Linked DNA regions of Mus musculus: region 2 is linked to region 1. Evidence: chromatin contacts called from public HiCAR-type data. All regions are on one chromosome and are shown on one strand. Each heading gives the region's core, a stretch centred on a gene start, on an enhancer-like site or on the middle of the called end of the contact. The rest is flanking DNA. Distances are from core to core; before and after follow the strand shown.

Region 1 (2,948 bases), core at 285-2,784:
ACTTTGACAATTTTTTATTCTTTGCATGCATAGATAAATAAGTGAAACATTGGATGAATATTTCTTTCACTGTAAATATTGATCAGTAAAAATCTGGGAAGTATTCTTAAACACTCTTCATGCAGTATGATAGCGTTGTAAAGTCTTCACACCTATGTTTCAACTCTATTCTCTATACAGTCCCTATACTAGTATAGTTGTAAATCACTAAAATGAGTTGCCTGTAGGGGTATCCAAAAATAGGAGATTTTTGAAAGGTATGCTGTCATTACAATTTCTCATTTCATGTTAATTTGAGTGGTACACCAAGCAAGACCTTCACAGCTAATCTGCAGCATAAATGATCTATTAGAATTCTTTATCACCTTCAAGATGTTTGGAGAAAGCTTAACTGCAAAATATCATTGTGAAATAAAATTCATAATCATATTATTATATTTTCTTTCTGGTACACTTAAATCACTGGGGAAGAGTTATCAGTTACCACTGTTAACTTCGTAACATGTCCTGAAATATTTGACTATCTATAATACAAGAAAATGAAGGGATCAAGTCCCCTATTCATTCCAAGTACAGTAAGTGGTGAAACAATTTTAAGAGAGAAAAAAAAACTATTTTAAGGCAGCAGGATCCAAATTTTCTGAAAGCTTGTATATCAGAAAGATCCCTAGTCTTTTTAAATCCTGAAACTGTTGTCACCACTGTTAAGATTTTTTTTTTCTTCCTTCCTTTGTTTTTTAAGTGAAATGTTGTCCTAGCGCGGGATTAAAATGGATGAAGAAAGGGAAAGAACTGGGAACAAAACAAAATCTGAAGCCATGGCTAAGGCACCAGGATAAAGTGAAGATAAGGAAGCAAAGCTGGCTTTTCCCTAGACCGTCCTCGTGAATAAACCATTAATGTTGAAGCTATTGTCCCTGCTGTAGAGCTCGCCAGGGACACTTCCTTGGGAGATGCTCCGGCATCTCTCCGAGCAAGGTGCGGTAGAAATGGAAGGAATGGACCTACGACTGTCCAAGGTGTGTGTCCAGAGCTCGCTGGAGGCAGGGCAGGTCCTGAGGGGTCAGCAAGAGCTGGCGACCCGGGCGTCGCGAACCTTAACCAAGAATACACTTTGCAAAGATAAGACTCGACCAGAGACACCTAGTGCCCACAGGAAACTCAGGGGTCCAGAAAGGACCCGACATGGTAGTTAGGCCTTGCAGAAGTGAGGACGCGGGGGCTCCAACCCCGCGGTGAAGTCGAGCACCGTGCCCGGCGGGCAGCCCGCGGCCACCGCTCCCGTAAGGGGCCGCCAGCTCCGCCCCGGGTGTCGGCGAGCGCGGGGACCTCGCTGCAGAGCCGGCCGGCCGGCCGCACTTGCCCCCAGACTCCAGGCCCCGGTCGCTCGGGCCCGCTGGAGCCCCGCGGTCGCATCCCCCTCGCGTCTCACCTTCCAGTCCGTCCATGACGCGCCGCCTCAGGCTCCGCAGGCAGCACCCGCCGCCGCCCAGTTCCTGCTGTAGCAACACGGCCGCACCTCCCACACTCTAACATCCCGGCCTCCTATTGGTCCGCGCGGGTGGGGGCGGGGTGACAGGGGCGGAGCTACTAAGGGCGGGGCTGCGCCTTCTGCCACCTCCCGAGGGACTCTCCTTCCACCAAGGTTTTTCCAACCACCCTCCCTGGAAACCGCAGCTACTTTTGTTGGCAATCCGAGATCCTTACACGCCTTTGTTCCACTTCAGCCACATTTAGGCTCACACCTTGTTTTCCAGCTTAGAATGCCTCCGCATCTCGGAGCTCCTCATCTCCAGTCAGTAAGAGAATGTCTTTTTAACAGGTCCCTCTGAGCTCTTGTAACAAGATAAGGGGGCCTTGGTCCAGCACCATCCCGTGTTCACTGCCCTTTTAAATCAAGCAACATCCTCTAGCCTTGTTCTTCAGACACAGCTCTATGGGCTAAGACATTGTTTCCTAGGTAAGTCATATTTTCTGTATGGGACTGTGGAACTGAGATTGCGCCAAACTTCTGAAACAGTTTTCTAACTATAAAAAGTTAGGCCCGAAATTAGAAATGAAACTTCCCCGTTGCACAATCTTTCCCTGGCCAGCACTATGCTTGCCCTCAACTGCAGTTCTGCATCTCATCAAGGCTGTACTGTACTGAGCGCTTTAAACTGGGAAGCTAACCTATCAAGGCACAAAGGTGTCTTTCTGTCAGAGTCAAAATGGAATCCAACCACTCAAACGGTTTTGCTTCACAGTCTAACACATTTTACCCTTACTAAAACTCTTCGAAAATTTTACTTAGCAAGAATAAACCAATCATATTGTTTACTGATTCTGGGGTGTCCATTACTAAGTTATCAATATATTTTGTTCGTAACAAGTCTTACACTGTTTTCTTGTTGAGCAGTTTAATTCAAAAGTTGTCTTAATTCTGTATACACTTAAATATGTCAGTAACTCTCTGATTTTGTTTAAACAAGCAAACGCCAAGAGGTCTTATCTGTGAGAAGACGCTCACAGTGGGTGTGAAGACCGTAGAGTCCGAGTCTGGTACAGAATAGTATAAGAAACTTCCATTCTGCAATTATCTCATGAGTCCTTTCCTTGTTCTGCTCTGGGCTTCCCTGACTTCTGAGTTTCTGGGACCTCCATGCAGGCAACCAACCTAGTTACCCTATATTGGTGTAGAGAGCCCCGCCACCACCAGTCCCCTGGCCATGCTTCTAAGACAAAATCAGATGAGGTTGAGGACAGCTTTCATAAGAATGCCCAAAAAAATAAAAAGAACACAAAAAGAATTATCAAAATAAAGAAGACATTTACTTTGCATATTGCAAGTTTAGACAAATATTAGGATGATGGACACAAGCCTTATTAGCCATAAAATCTACAGTAACATCAATAACAATAATAAAAATAGCAACAATAACAAAAGTACCTTAAGAGGCCCTGCCATC
Region 2 (2,806 bases), core at 64-2,563, 2.1 Mb before region 1:
CTCCAGTTAACAAGGTTTGCTCATTCTAATTTCCTGAACAGGATATTTACAGATGAAAAGTTCACTAGAAACGGTGTGTTTTGAATGCACTTTGAGGGAGATAAATTCTGGGGTGGTATCTGAAGTGGGGCAGGGAGTGCATGTGTGCACACCTGCATGTGTGCACACCTCCTCTTCAGACTGTACGCACTTCCAATTTCACTGTGGGGAGGTGTTAGCAGAGCTTTGGGACTCGAAAGGAAGGGCTGACGGAAAGGCATTTCAGAAAGGACGGACAGGACCTGTGGGCCAGTGCCTCACAGGAAGTGAGAACAAGGTGGCTTTAAAACACACCACTATTTTTGGATGTGATTACTTAAAACAGGCATTTTCTGGACGGGTGATCAGTTTCTGGGAGGACAAAGTTCATTTTAGAATCCTTGTCCTCATCCCTCTTTAGCGGTTGGAAGGTACCCCAAATAAACATTTAATGAGCCCCATCACATGTCTAGCAAGCCACGTGATGTTCAATCTCCAAGAACAATGGGCCATGTGGACACCCTTTTACTCAATTGTTGATGAATAAGGCCCTCCTAGCCCTAGCCAAAACCTATAGAATTTAGGGGCATGATCTGGATGCAGAATGTCTGGTTTACTCCCTCCGAAAGCAGCAGTCATTCATAACATGGCAAACTGGCCTTCTGCTAGCTTACATATATAAAAAGCTGAAATAACAATCTTGACCACTTGGTGTGTTGCTTTCTCTAGACTGGGACAGTGCCAGTAGACCAAACCAAGAGCAGAAAGAACACTTTTGGAATTCGGCCCATATCATATCACCAGGTAAGGACCTCAGGTGGAAACTGGAAGAAACACATAGGAGGGCCAAACCTGCACAGAGCTGAGAACATGAGGCAAGGCCTACAACCTGGTGCTCAAAGGAACCTGGTAGAGAGGGCCAGGGAAATGTTGCAGGAATCTCCATGACTGAGGACTCAGGCTGGGAACTGACCCCAAACCTGGGGTTGGCACACCTGGTCGAACTCCACTTGAGCACCAGTGGTCGCCATCTGAGAACCACTCTTGAGCAAATCTCTTAAGCAAACACCTTCCTGCCGTCTAAACCTACGCTTTTCCCACCAGAGGGAGACATGGGCCCAGGGGCAAGGGTGGCCTCAGTGTCCCAGCCAACTGCTGGGAAGCCGGCAGATTTTCAGAGAGCGCGGGTCTGGGGAAAAAAATCCAGTCCGGGTTTTGTCTGAACGGAGACCAGGAAGGCAGCGAGGACTGGGGAAGAGGGGGAGGCGGTGAAGACACGACACAAACAGCTCGCGCCCAGGACACCGCGGTAGGCCCTGAGCGCGCGGGCGCAGGGCCCGGAGAGGCGCGCGCCGGCCCGGCCGCCGGCCGCATGGAGCGCAGCGCAGCCCGCGGCTCCCGGGAGGCGCAGGCGGAGGTAGCGGCAGCGGGAGCAGCGCGCTCGCTCACACCCACCCCCGCCCGCGGCCGGCGCGCCGCCCCGCCGTAGCCGCCGGCGTCCCCGCGGGCCCGGCCAGCGAAGGCGGCGTCCGCGCGTCTGCCAGCCAGCAGCGGCGGCCAGCCCGGGAGGCGGCCCCGCAAGCCCCGCAGCCGCGCGTCTCCGGGCCCAGCCGCAGCCCGCGAGGAGCCCGGCGCTCCGGCCCGCAAGCCCGGCGCAGGCATGCAGGCCAGGCGCCTGGCCAAGCGCCCCAGCCTGGGCAGCCGCCGCGGGGGCGCTGCGCCCGCTCCCGCCCCCGAGGCCGCCGCTCTGGGGCTCCCGCCCCCCGGCCCCAGCCCGGCCGCCGCACCGGGAAGCTGGAGGCCGCCGCTGCCGCCGCCGCGCGGGACCGGCCCCTCGCGCGCTGCCGCCGCCTCGTCGCCGGTCCTGCTGCTGCTGGGCGAGGAGGACGAGGACGAGGAGGGCGCGGGCCGAAGGCGCAGGACGCGCGGGCGGGTAACGGAGAAGCCCCGAGGGGTCGCGGAGGAGGAGGACGACGACGAGGAAGAGGACGAAGAGGTGGTTGTCGAGGTGGTGGACGGCGACGAGGACGACGAGGACGCTGAGGAGCGCTTCGTGCCCCTCGGACCCGGCCGTGCGCTTCCCAAGGGCCCCGCCCGAGGCGCGGTGAAGGTGCGTGCGAGGTGCCGGGGATCGGTGGGGGGCGCAGCGGGCTCGGCGGGGCGCCGGGGCGCCGGGGAGGCCGAGCGCAGCGGCGCGGGCCGGGAGGGGTGTGTCAGGCGGCGGTGGGCAGCGCGCGGAACTGCGGCTCAGCGGCTCAGCGGCTCAGCGGCGCCCGGCGGCCTGTCGGTGCTCAGAGGCCGGGCGGATGCGTGGTCCCGCGTGCCGGTAGGCAAGGAAGGAGCGCTTCTCTGGGCAGGGTGGGGAACTTGGGAGCTGGACGAGGTCGGAGCCCCGATCGGCCTGGCATTGATATTTTATTCTGCTCTGGGGAGGCAGGAGTCTTCCTTCTCTTGTTCAAGCTTCTGGAAACTAGCCAGCAACCTGCAACACCTCCTTTCACCTGAGAACAGTTGTTGGTCGGTTCCATCACAGGCACTTGTGAAGGAGTTGGGAGCCTGTGCAGCAACAACCTAGACCTTGGTTTCCGCGAGCTTTTTGCCCCTCCCCCATCCCCGTGTTTCTCCTCGCCCTCCTTAAACTGGACATCCTAAGCACTTACCCTCCGCCCCCTTAAGATTACAAAAGAGGAAGGCGGGGAAGGTGTTTGTGTTGTGGGGAGAGAGAGGGGTAGCATTTAAAATGAATGTGACTTTCAGCTGAAAAATTTCACCAGGTCCTCATCCGCGC

The links. HiCAR-type assays count read pairs that join an accessible place to other places.
Region 2: a contact with region 1 is called in a HiCAR-type map of astrocytes, with 4 times the contacts expected there. The contact joins the promoter of Zfp704 here to the promoter of Zc2hc1a in region 1. A contact is called at or near these places in 2 of 39 promoter capture datasets (the 3T3-L1 cell line and pre-B cells) and 1 of 115 datasets of contacts at active chromatin or transcription factors (astrocytes).

Annotation. Positions count from the first base shown.
Region 1 is chr3:7,502,012-7,504,959 of GRCm38.p6, reverse strand. It overlaps Zc2hc1a (zinc finger, C2HC-type containing 1A), which reads right to left and starts at 1,534. Exons shown (of 9, transcript NM_173181.3): 1 at 1,433-1,534. The coding sequence starts at 1,448. It also overlaps the pseudogene Gm23592.
Region 2 is chr3:9,608,592-9,611,397 of GRCm38.p6, reverse strand. Zfp704 (zinc finger protein 704) reads left to right here and starts at 1,313. Exons shown (of 9, transcript NM_133218.2): 1 at 1,313-2,128. The coding sequence starts at 1,679.